Linked DNA regions of Triticum aestivum: region 2 is linked to region 1. Evidence: chromatin contacts called from public Hi-C data. All regions are on one chromosome and are shown on one strand. Each heading gives the region's core, a stretch centred on a gene start, on an enhancer-like site or on the middle of the called end of the contact. The rest is flanking DNA. Distances are from core to core; before and after follow the strand shown. Region 1 holds the start of LOC123053913 (elicitor-responsive protein 3). Region 2 holds the start of LOC123053915 (probable galacturonosyltransferase-like 3).

Evidence for each region. Hi-C and Micro-C count contacts between places; a contact is called where the count stands out from the background.
Region 2: a contact with region 1 is called in a Hi-C map of leaf, with 3 times the contacts expected there. The contact joins the promoter of LOC123053915 here to the promoter of LOC123053913 in region 1. A contact is called at or near these places in 2 of 5 Hi-C or Micro-C datasets (both in leaf).

Annotation. Positions count from the first base shown.
Region 1 is chr2D:475,189,863-475,194,961 of IWGSC CS RefSeq v2.1, forward strand. LOC123053913 (elicitor-responsive protein 3) reads right to left here and starts at 2,741. Exons shown (of 5, transcript XM_044477531.1): 1 at 2,434-2,741; 2 at 2,162-2,227; 3 at 1,455-1,581; 4 at 1,111-1,225; 5 at 370-660. The coding sequence starts at 2,500. The coding sequence ends at 601.
Region 2 is chr2D:475,329,800-475,335,227 of IWGSC CS RefSeq v2.1, forward strand. LOC123053915 (probable galacturonosyltransferase-like 3) reads right to left here and starts at 3,395. Exons shown (of 1, transcript XM_044477535.1): 1 at 1,748-3,395. The coding sequence starts at 3,255. The coding sequence ends at 2,230.

The DNA.
Region 1 (5,099 bases), core at 1,491-3,990:
TCGCCATATCTTGTCAATTCTTTTTAGTTCCCACTTAGACATTCGAAAGACCAAAAATTGGTAGGTCACCATGGACGATAGGGTTGTTATAAGAGGGTTTCGTCCTCACCTGCTGGACAGATTGAATATCTACGACAAAAAAGGAAGGACCATCGACGAGGTAACAGATAAGATACACTTTTTCCAAAAAGGTAGAAAACGAGGGAGTGCCCCCGGCCTTTGTATCAACTGATGCACACAACCATCACCAGTTCTCTAGTACTCCCTCGGTTCAGAAATAAGAGCCTCAACTTTAGTACAAAGTTGTACTAATGTTGAGACACTTATTTTGGGATTGAGTGAGTATTACATAAGAAATGGGGCCATCGCTATTGCAACTCAGTTTAGTGACATTAAAAAGGGCTCATACTTCATACAAGTGGGGAACACTATTATTACAAATTTGAAGATTAGAAAATGATACCAATCAATAAGGAGATTTGTAGCTTATACATAATTGACGGAATCAACGACAAATACAGTCTTTAACAATTAAAATAAGCTTTAGTTCTAGCACACGACTTGTCACGCACCATAGTTCAGCAAAGCACCTGCTTCTTCTTAAGATGATTGGTTCCACCCACCGTAGTTTTCCTCGGGTTGATCCTGATCACGAGCCTCCTGTGAACAGAGAAAAACATTTCGCGGAAATGTAAGTATTGAGATCAGAAGGACCAGCTTGTTCATCTTCATAAAAATGGAAAGCATTTCAGGCCGGTGTAAGCCCACCGTTGACATGTCAAAAAAAAAGGAAAACATTGAAGGAGCATAAAAGAAGACTGGGTGAGTCTACACAAACTAGAAGTTGAATAGAAGTTGAAGGGCTAAAAGATGGTACTTCCTCCGATCCATATTACTTGTCGCTCAAACGGATGTATCTATGGAGGGAGTAGAAGAATTACAGCTAACTGTGTGGTGGTGATCAGTTTATCATATGTGTTAACAGCGAATAAGGCCCTACAAGCTTGCATATACAGTTACTAATGCAGACATTTAGTTAGTCACAGAGAAACAGAGGACACGGTAAAGTGAAACGGGTTTAGTCCCTGAACATGAATGTGAGACAGCTACCTCCGGAGTGAACGTCAGACCGATTTTGATTTCTCCACGGTACTCTTCGTCTTTGACAACATTGTAAACAGTTGGTGGGATGCTTCCTTCAGTGTACACTCCATCCAATGGGATCCTGCAAGAATCAAATACTCAGCTGTAGTGGATGATGCAATCTGCGATCATTCAGTTTTGCATCCCGCGATGCAGCGACATCAATCGAAATGCAAACTGCAAGTGTTTCAGAAACAGATTTCACCAAACATTTGAGCCAGTTTTATGTAAGACCGCCAGCCCCACAACTAACTCAAAGGAACACTCTGACACAAGACCAAAATTGCTACTCCTAGCTCATTTCGACTTACGTTGCTTCACCAACGCTGTCGTCGTCCGTGCCACCATCACTGTCCAGAAGCTTGATGACGAGCTCGGTTGCATTCTCAGAGACGGTGAACACAAAGGTTTCGTTCCACTCAGGATCACTTCCCTTTCCTGCATGCATCGAGTGAAGTCAAGTTACACCCCGCAAAAAAAAATTTAAGTCAAGTTACATCTCATAAGGAAGTCAATAGCACACATGCACAGCAGCATTGAGATGCATGATGCTGCTTTTAACATGTCTTGATGAATTCCACTTTTCCTCATGGAAGGGCCACGGTTGATTCGGCCTATCGCAAACGGGGTGGGAAAATAAGATGGGTTAACTACTTAACGTGCTTTTAGCGCATTGGTTGCTGCCATTCTAAATCGATCTGCGTTCTTATTATGATCGTCTAGATTTTCCTGCTGTTCAAGTGTCCAGACATTACTGACATGGCAAAACGCATGACAGACTCAAGCGTCAAGCCTGATAGCTTCTAGCAGCACGTGGAAGCTAGGGCTCATTCAGCACCAGTGCTCGTTTTTTTCTTTGTGAAGGACCACAAGGACCAGATTTCACTATCGTTAAGATGTCGTTTAGAACACTACTAGTGAAGGAAAGCGTTGATCGATAAATTGAAGAGGTATATATAAGGTTTCCTATGTACTGTATGTATCAACAAGAAATTTGTAAGCTAACGAAGAGATTTACCTGAGGCGACGGTGCTCTTCTGCTCCTGCGAGGTGCATTTTAGAACCGCGTACGGGTCCATGTTGCCTGCAGAAAACAATTCGCAGCCACGGAACTCGTCAGCGAGAATCGATCCCATCCATTAGAGACCAGCAGAAAGCGAAACCACAAGCGACTCGAGAATATTGCGCCGATCTGGCTGATCGACAGGCCATCACCGAGCTACTTCGAGCGGGGGACGGGAAAGCAGAGCAGAACTCGATGGGGGGAGTCAGAGGCCGAAGGTAGCTTACAGAGGTAGTCGGTGTTCTCGAGGGCCTTGGCTCCGACGAGCAGCACCTCCAGCGTCCCCTGCGCCATCTTCTCTCCCGGCCTGATCTCGCCTTCCTCTCCCGCTCGCTCGATCAGGAATTATATGCTGATGAGCAGGCAGCACGACTGAAGGTCGAGACTAATCGCTGTAGATCCGATCCGAGCCCCGGGGCGCCGCTGTATGTATAGGACTAGGAGTTGAAAAATGGAAGGCTCGGCCGCGTCTTCCTCGCGCCTCCCCCACGTCGCATCACATGGACCCGGTGTGTGGTAGGGCATAGGCAGCTTGCCAACTTGTATAAGGCAGGTCAAGTACTGCGCCGCGCGCCAATTGTGGGAGGGGGCGGTGGCTTCTTCCGCCGGTTTCGCGCGTGTCTGCCCGTAGGCCGGCCGTGCCGATTGGATGATTAGGGAGCGAGAGGACGGGCTTCACGCGCCCAGTCTGTCACCGTTCGTGTGATCGTGCAGGTGCAGTGTAGTTGCATCATCCATGGACGGTGGCCGTCCGGGGCCACAACTGCATTTTTTTAGAGGCCACGAACGCTATATATCGCCCGTTGCAATCCCTAGCGTAGCGTTTCCTCACTAGGGACCGTGGACCGGCCGGCCCATTATAAATCGAGCGAGAAAACTGCCAGGGCCGGTTTTACAAGGTTCCTAAGCGGTTTCTGGAACCTTCCCGATTTGTTTTCTTACTGGTTTGCCGGTTTTTTTTTCTTCTTTAATTCAAAATTTTCAAGAAATATCCAAAATTGTTCAAAATTTCCTAATTATTTTCTTTTCCAAAAAATGTTTGGAATTTTCAAAAATGATTATGTTTTCAAATTTTGTTCATGTTTTCCAAAAAAATGCTTAAAAATACAAAAAATGATTATAATTTCACATTTTGTTTGCAATTAAAAAATTACTGTTCCTCAAAAAAAATGAAAATTAAAAAATTGTTCCCATTTAAAAATAAATGTCCAAAAATTCAGAAATAGTTCACAATTTTAAGAAATGTTCACAGATTTTAAAACAATTCGGGATTTTGAAAATTATCTGAGGTTTCATAAAATTATTTCCGATTTACAAAAAATATTCATGATTTCAAAAAATGTTCATGGACATTTCTTGTATTTTTCGTGAACATTTTTTAAAATTCATGAACTTTCTAAAAATTCATAATACTTTTGAAACTTTCATGAATATTTTTTGAATTCGTGAACATATTTTGCATTCACAAACTTTTTTGAAAACCCATGAATATTTTCCGTAATTTACAAAAAAAATGTATTTGGGAGTTTTCTTCATATTATAAATTAAACTGATCGAAAAAATGAAATGGGAGAAAACAAAACAAAAAACAAGTGTGCACTCGCTCGCTGGGCCAGACCCATCTTGCTTGAGAGATGCGACGTAGCGCTCGCTATGAGCGATAGACATCAGCTCCCGTCTAGGGCTCTTGTAGGAGGAGACAAGACAAGAAACATGTGTTGTTTAATTCAGACCAGTGCTACTTATTCGGACTACATAGGCTAGATTTTGAATCCTCTAGACTGTGTTGGGCCTCGCTTATCTTCTTTGATTCAAATCCTACAAAAGACCATGAAAGTAGGATAGGTACGCATGCGTAAACGGAAGAATGGAAAAACATAAAATTCGTAAGTCTTGCATCGAGATTAACAATGGCTCTATTTTATATGCCTTTTTAAACTCATTAGCTGCATACTACTCCATATATCATGTCCCATTGAACAAAGTACATGTCCATTATGCATGATTTCTGGTTTTTACCCTTTTCGATGTGAGCATTGCATAGTTTGTAGTTTTTATTAGTTATCTTTGGTTTGTTGTGTCTAGATGTTTTGGACCAACCATGGACCAAGCACAATGAAAAGGCTAGGGTTGGGACCAATACCGGAGACTTCTAGGCACCAAACCCAGGCATTTTGGAGTGCTAATTATGACATTTTTAAGTGATCAAATTAAAAATCCAACACCACAGGTGCATTGGTGTCATTCATACGAATCCAACGGGCCCAAGAACGTCAAAATCGCAGTTCGTATGAAGAAATGACGACCATTTTACTAAAGGTGTCTAGAGCAAAAGACAGCGCTTGATACGACCGGGCATGGTCGTACCACCCCCGACAAGCTCTGAGATCGCCCAGATCAGACACGATTCTTCGTGGATTTTATCTCAATTTGTTCTCATGACTTTCTTGGCCACTATGGGAGGTATTGGGATTTGATTTGGCTCATCTAGAGCCCCTGGATCAAAGTGGAGAAGCTACATCAATAGAGGAGACCCAAGGAGGCCTCCTATATACACCTCAACCCTAGCCGTCGTCCATCATCCATACGCGATATCCAGCACCATCTCCATCTCCATCTCATCTCCATCTCCATCTCCATTGCTAATCCATGACCTTCACCTCCATAAAAGAAGAAGGGCCAAGACAAGAAGAAAGAAGAGGAGGCTCCGCCACCATGCCTCATCGGCCTTTGGGCTGGTGCGATCTCCACCGGTCTTGCCTTGTGATACGTCTCCTATGTATCTATAATTTTTATAGTTAAATGCTATTATGTTATCACTTTTGTATTATTTATATACCATTATATATATTTTTTGGACTAACCTATTAATTTAGTGCTCAGTGCCACTTCC
Region 2 (5,428 bases), core at 2,145-4,644, 140 kb after region 1:
AAAACTTGTTCTGTTACCACCTGTTAGAATTTTTTTTAACCAGGCTAAACCCCTTTCCATTGCAAATGAACGAAAATACAACAGTTCCAGTGTTCACGGGAGTGAAAGAGGTAGAGCGAGTTCAAGCACTGCCAGGAAATCCACTGCATTCGCCCGCCGTTAAAACAAATGCTATGGGACGAAAACCTTTTTTTTTTGGAAAACCTGGCAACAATCACGCGAGGCACGACATCAGAATTTGTTACCGAGATTCACCAAATATCAGTTAATCTCAGGGCATAACCATGGGCACTCCTCCCTATTGATAGCGTTATAATACGGCACGCCGACCAGCCCGGGGCCGACACATGCCATCGGCTCCCCGCACTTGCGTCAATCAACACGCCCGTGCGTGACGCAGTCTCCTCCTCTTTTCCCTGCGCCACAACGAAGACGGATGATCGCCGGCTCTGATTGATGATCATCATGTAGCACGCGAAATAAAGTTGTAAACAAATGCTTCGACAGATATTTCTTAACTAGTCTTGCCGCGGCTACAAATTCACGCCTTATACAACAGACACGCGCAAAAACTCCAAGATGAAAAATACAAGCAATGCTCGCCTGCAGCCAGGCATCGGGGTTGGTTATGTGCGCCGTTGTTTCATCTCCATTTCCTCACAGTTTGGGTCCCAAACCGGCGTTCACTTTCAGGCCAATAGTACTTGTACTACTAGCTAGACAGCCAGAGTGGGCCGCTGGTCTCATGGAGCGCGTGCCGGCCCCGGCGTGGCGTGGGCGCGTCGCGGTGTGTCGGGAGTCGGGACTTGTCCATTGCCTTGCCTTCCTCTTTGGTAAAACTCGGCGACTGTCGGTGGAGCATTTTCTTGCAGTTCTCTAGATCAGACCCCGCGACCGCGTGAACGATCGATGAGATGAGTTCTGTAGGAGGAGCAGTGGTTTTCTCTTTTGAGACTGCCTAGAAATGGCGACCACTAAGAGCATGAAGACGAAAGAGCTTAGTTGGAGTACGTACTCCTACCTCTTTATTGCTACCTGCTGGAACCGACTACCGAGCACTGCAAGCGGTGGAGCTCACCGCTACGTTCTTGAGCTCTTTGCAGTGGCAACCAACGACGGGTGAACCACACACAGGGGTTTCTTCTGTGTTTAACCAAAGCCCACCGTAACACGTGCTCAAAACCACTACTCCCAAGGATCGGTATCCTTCAAAACAAGCAACGAGTTTACGCTGCAAGTGGTGTGGCTGTACTCCTCGGATCTGCAGTAAGCCTGGCTGCACAAAGCCAACGACCGACGACAACATCATTCACAACACTCTAGCTGCAGCAAGCGAGTGATCATCCTTACACCAACCGGAGACAGTAACACGGGAGGAAAGGAAGAAACCGACCGAGCCCTTTCTTAAGCCTCTCTTTTTTGACAGGTCCTTTGGCCTCCCGGGCACGAGATGAAGGGGCCAAATGATTTTCCCCGCCTTTACCAAAAAAGTTCCGCCCGAGCACTTGGCCACCGACCACTCACATCGCAACAAACCACACACTAACCTAACCGTTCAGGGCCCATCAACGCTTTAAACCAAAGTGGAAAGGGAAACGCCGGATCAGATTCCTGAAATCTGGAGCCACGGGCTTGAGATTTGCGCCACAAAACGACGCCCGGTTATCTGCTCTCAGCGAATTAAGAAATGCACTTGACACAATCTAGGTTCCCACCCCTTAGCACGTGACATACACCACCGAAAACATGCACACAAAAATACCCCCTCGATTATTTTTTGGCGGTGTTATAGTAGCACGTATTACTATAGATAGAGTACATCTGTTACAGATTTCGATCCTAACAGAAAACGAATGGAATCAAATAAGATATTCCCCCAACAGGCAAAAAAACAACAGCTGTACACAACCCGTCCCTGCATCTGGCGAGATCTCATCTCGTCTCAGCAAAACCTCGACACATCCGTCACCACCATGCGGGCCTATATGTCAGTGCCGAAAGGGCCACTCCAACCAGCGACATAAAATTGTCCACCTGGGCCCGCGCCGGGCCCATCCCACCCTGTGAGGCCACCAGGTACGGCGTGTCCGTCCGCCACTGCCCCTACACCGAGTCACCGACACCGACCCCGACCCCAACGACGGCGACGCCGCAACCGAGCCGGGTCATGGGCAGTGATCCGGACTCGGACGATTGACTTGTCACTCCAGCGACGTGGGCCGCGCATTGTCAAGCCACGGCGGCGAGGAGGTCGTCACGGGCGCCGCGGCGGCGGAGCAGGTCGTAGGGCGCCCAGAGCGCGTCCAGCGGGCAGGGGCGGCCCGCGTCGAGCCGCAGCCACGGCTTCCCCTTGCCGCTCCAGTGCAGCAGGCTCACCGGCCCCGGGTGCAGCTCCCGGCACTGCCCCGCCACGTTGTCCCCGCCGAGGCCGTGCTGGTTCCACCTGTGCTGCACGGCCTTCACGTCGCCGGCGAACACGAGGAGGAACGGCGGGAGTGAGCCCAGCTCGTATATCCTGGCCTCCTGCTTCTGCACGTCCATCCAGTACTCGAGCTTGGCCGTGTACCCGCCGGCCCGCCACCGGTCGAGGTCGATGACCATGACCCCGGTGTTGAAGTAGCAGGGCGCGCGCGTGCGGTTGGCGAAGACGGAGGAGTAGGCTGGGTGGCGCCAGAAGGCGTCGGTGAAGTAGAGGGTGAAGTTGGCGTTGCAGTACTCGGGCGCGGCGAGGGCGGCGTGGGGGCCGAGGTCGGTGGCCCAGAGGCGCGCGACGTCGTCGACGACGAGGAGGTCCGAGTCGAGGTAGAGGACGCGGGGGACGGAGCGGGGGAGGATGTCGGCGAGGTAGATGCGGGCGTAGTTGAGGGGCTGGTCGAGGGCGCGGCGCACGGAGGAGGAGATCTTGCCGCGGACGAGGCGGGCGTCGAAGCGGTGGACGGTGGCGGGGAGCGTGGGGAAGGCGGCGGCGAGCGCGGCGCGGAGCCTGGCGAGGCGACGCGCGGGGGACGCCGAGGAGGCGACGAAGTGGAAGGCGATGGACTCCGGGCACGCGGCGTGGCGGAGCACGGAGAGGACGCCCGCGAGGGACCCGCGCAGGTAGGTGCCGTCGAGGGTCATCGCGATGTGGATCGTGGGGGCCCCCGCGCACCCCGCGCCGTTGCGGAACGCCGGCGCCTCCCTGAACTCGGGCAGCTCCGCCGCCGCCGCAACCGCGGCGGCGGCGGCGAAGAGCAGGAGCGCGGCGAGGAGGCGCATTGCGGGGCGGGGACGGACGGGAGTGTGCGCCGCTTTATTATTCCCCTCCCATCCGAGAGAGGGGGGGAGGATAAAGAATCGGGGAGGGGGGAATGGAATTTGGATGGGCACGGCACCGTCGGCACGGGTAGGGGGGAGATGGGGGGTGATGCAGAGTTAAGAGGCGGAGACGGCGGAGGGGAGGGTACAGGCTGGAAAGAGGGCGACGTGTGAGGTTTCCGCGTGGGTTTTCCGGGGCTTCTCGTTGGGATTTTTTGAGTTTTTCCGGACGTTAGGCTCTGGTGGTTACGATCTCGACGGGGAAGGAGGGGGAGGCAGACGAGACGGCCGTAGCCAGCCCGTAGGCGTAGCAGGCTGCTTCGGTTGCGTGATCTTTGCGTGCGCTCTTTTTTCGTGGTAGCCGTTAGCCGGTTAGGCCCAAAGCCCCAGCTGATTTGGTTCAGCCCGAAGCTTAGTAAGGCTCGCACAAGACCCCTACAAGGCTTTTTTTCCCCTTTTTTAGGTTAATTGAGCACATGAGAGTTTTTTTTTCAACCGTGCTCTCACTCCTTTCCGTTAAAGCACAAGAGAGTTGTCCAATTAATTAGCAAAAACCAGGTGCAAACCTTACAACCTTGGCCACAACAAGCCAGACTCTGCACAGACCCGAACAAGCCAAACTCGACACAAAGTGCAAGCTCCAGCCCTCAATTTTGCTCATCAGCGTCATCGCCATCATCATCAAGCACCCTCGACTCACCGATTCTTGCTCCACATCTTAGCACCACCGGCATGTAAAAAAACAATGTCATATCAAACCCAGATAGCCCAAACCAACACATCCTAAACATTGCCGCCCATCGACAACTCTGACTTCATCCACCACAAAGTATCAGAGAAACATTGTACCTTTACGCCACCCATCATGTGTCATAGTTGACACTTGTCATGCCCAGCAAACTGCAGCTACGACTTCACGCCAATATGTTGTCACCACCTCGCTCCTTCCTCCCCTCCCCTCGCCTCGCCGCCACCACACAAAGATGGTGGCGGGGTTGGGTGGCATGTTAGCCATTTTGTCTCGTCAAAGTTGTATCACACGTGGGAGATTCTTTTTGCCCCAAGGGCAAGTCCAACAGTTCGGAAATTTTAAATGTCTACGCAATAGTCGGAAAGAACGACAACAAAGGCTAAGTGGGGTTGGTCGCCAGAAATAGAGAAGGCATTTTTGTGGGCTCTTCGAGTATCACCTTTGTTGGTCTTATGGACCCAGAAATCCTTGAAACAATGGCATATGCCGAGAAGCACTAGCACTAGCATATGATATAATGGCAGCAAGGCAAAAATTGCTTGTGGCTGAAGGAGTGATCAAGGCTATTCATCAAGGATTTCAGACGCCGTGTGTGGCAAATGAGACCGACTTTAGGCCTTTGTCGTGGTTTTAGTTCAAACCACGCCACTTATTTTGAAACAGAGGAAGTTTCTTGAATAAAGAGGGATACTCGACTTTAAAAAAGCTGTTCCAAGGGTAAAAAAAGGTGTTCCAAAAATTGTAGCAACTTTTCCCTTTTGTTAGGGTTTTCCTTCTCTCGTTGACTTCACTATCGTTGAGAGTTGACCCCTCACTTTCTCGCGTCTCCCTCTACGGTTCTCACTTGGACTGACACCACATAAACACACCATTTGGAACGTAGGAATCAAAAACGTGGGAATAGAAAACCTGCAAGAAATGAGATATCATGTAACCTAAATTCTTACAGGAATCCAAGACACAAGAGTCCTAGACACATGGTGAGCCATTCCATGACTTGCTATTTGGGCACCATATAAGAAAAACGCAGGAATCCTAGACACATGAGAGAAAACATGAGGTTTTTTCCTCCAAAATTCCTTTGCATTGCCCTGTTCCATAGGAACCTTGGTGAGCCATTCCTTTGTTTCAAACGGCACCGTCGGAATATTTTTCTGTAGGAATTCGATTCTCCAAAATTCCTATTATCTTCCTCTGTTTCAACTTTCAAACGGGGTATGAGAACGGAGACAAGACGGGACTGCAGCACATTACAACGCTACAACGAGTGAGAGATAGGGCTTCTGAACCACTTGGAACAAAGAGATATTCAGGGCGTTAGTAAAAAAGCCAATGCCAATATCTAGGCCCTGGACAGTGCCCCCACCTAGTCCAGATCAGCAA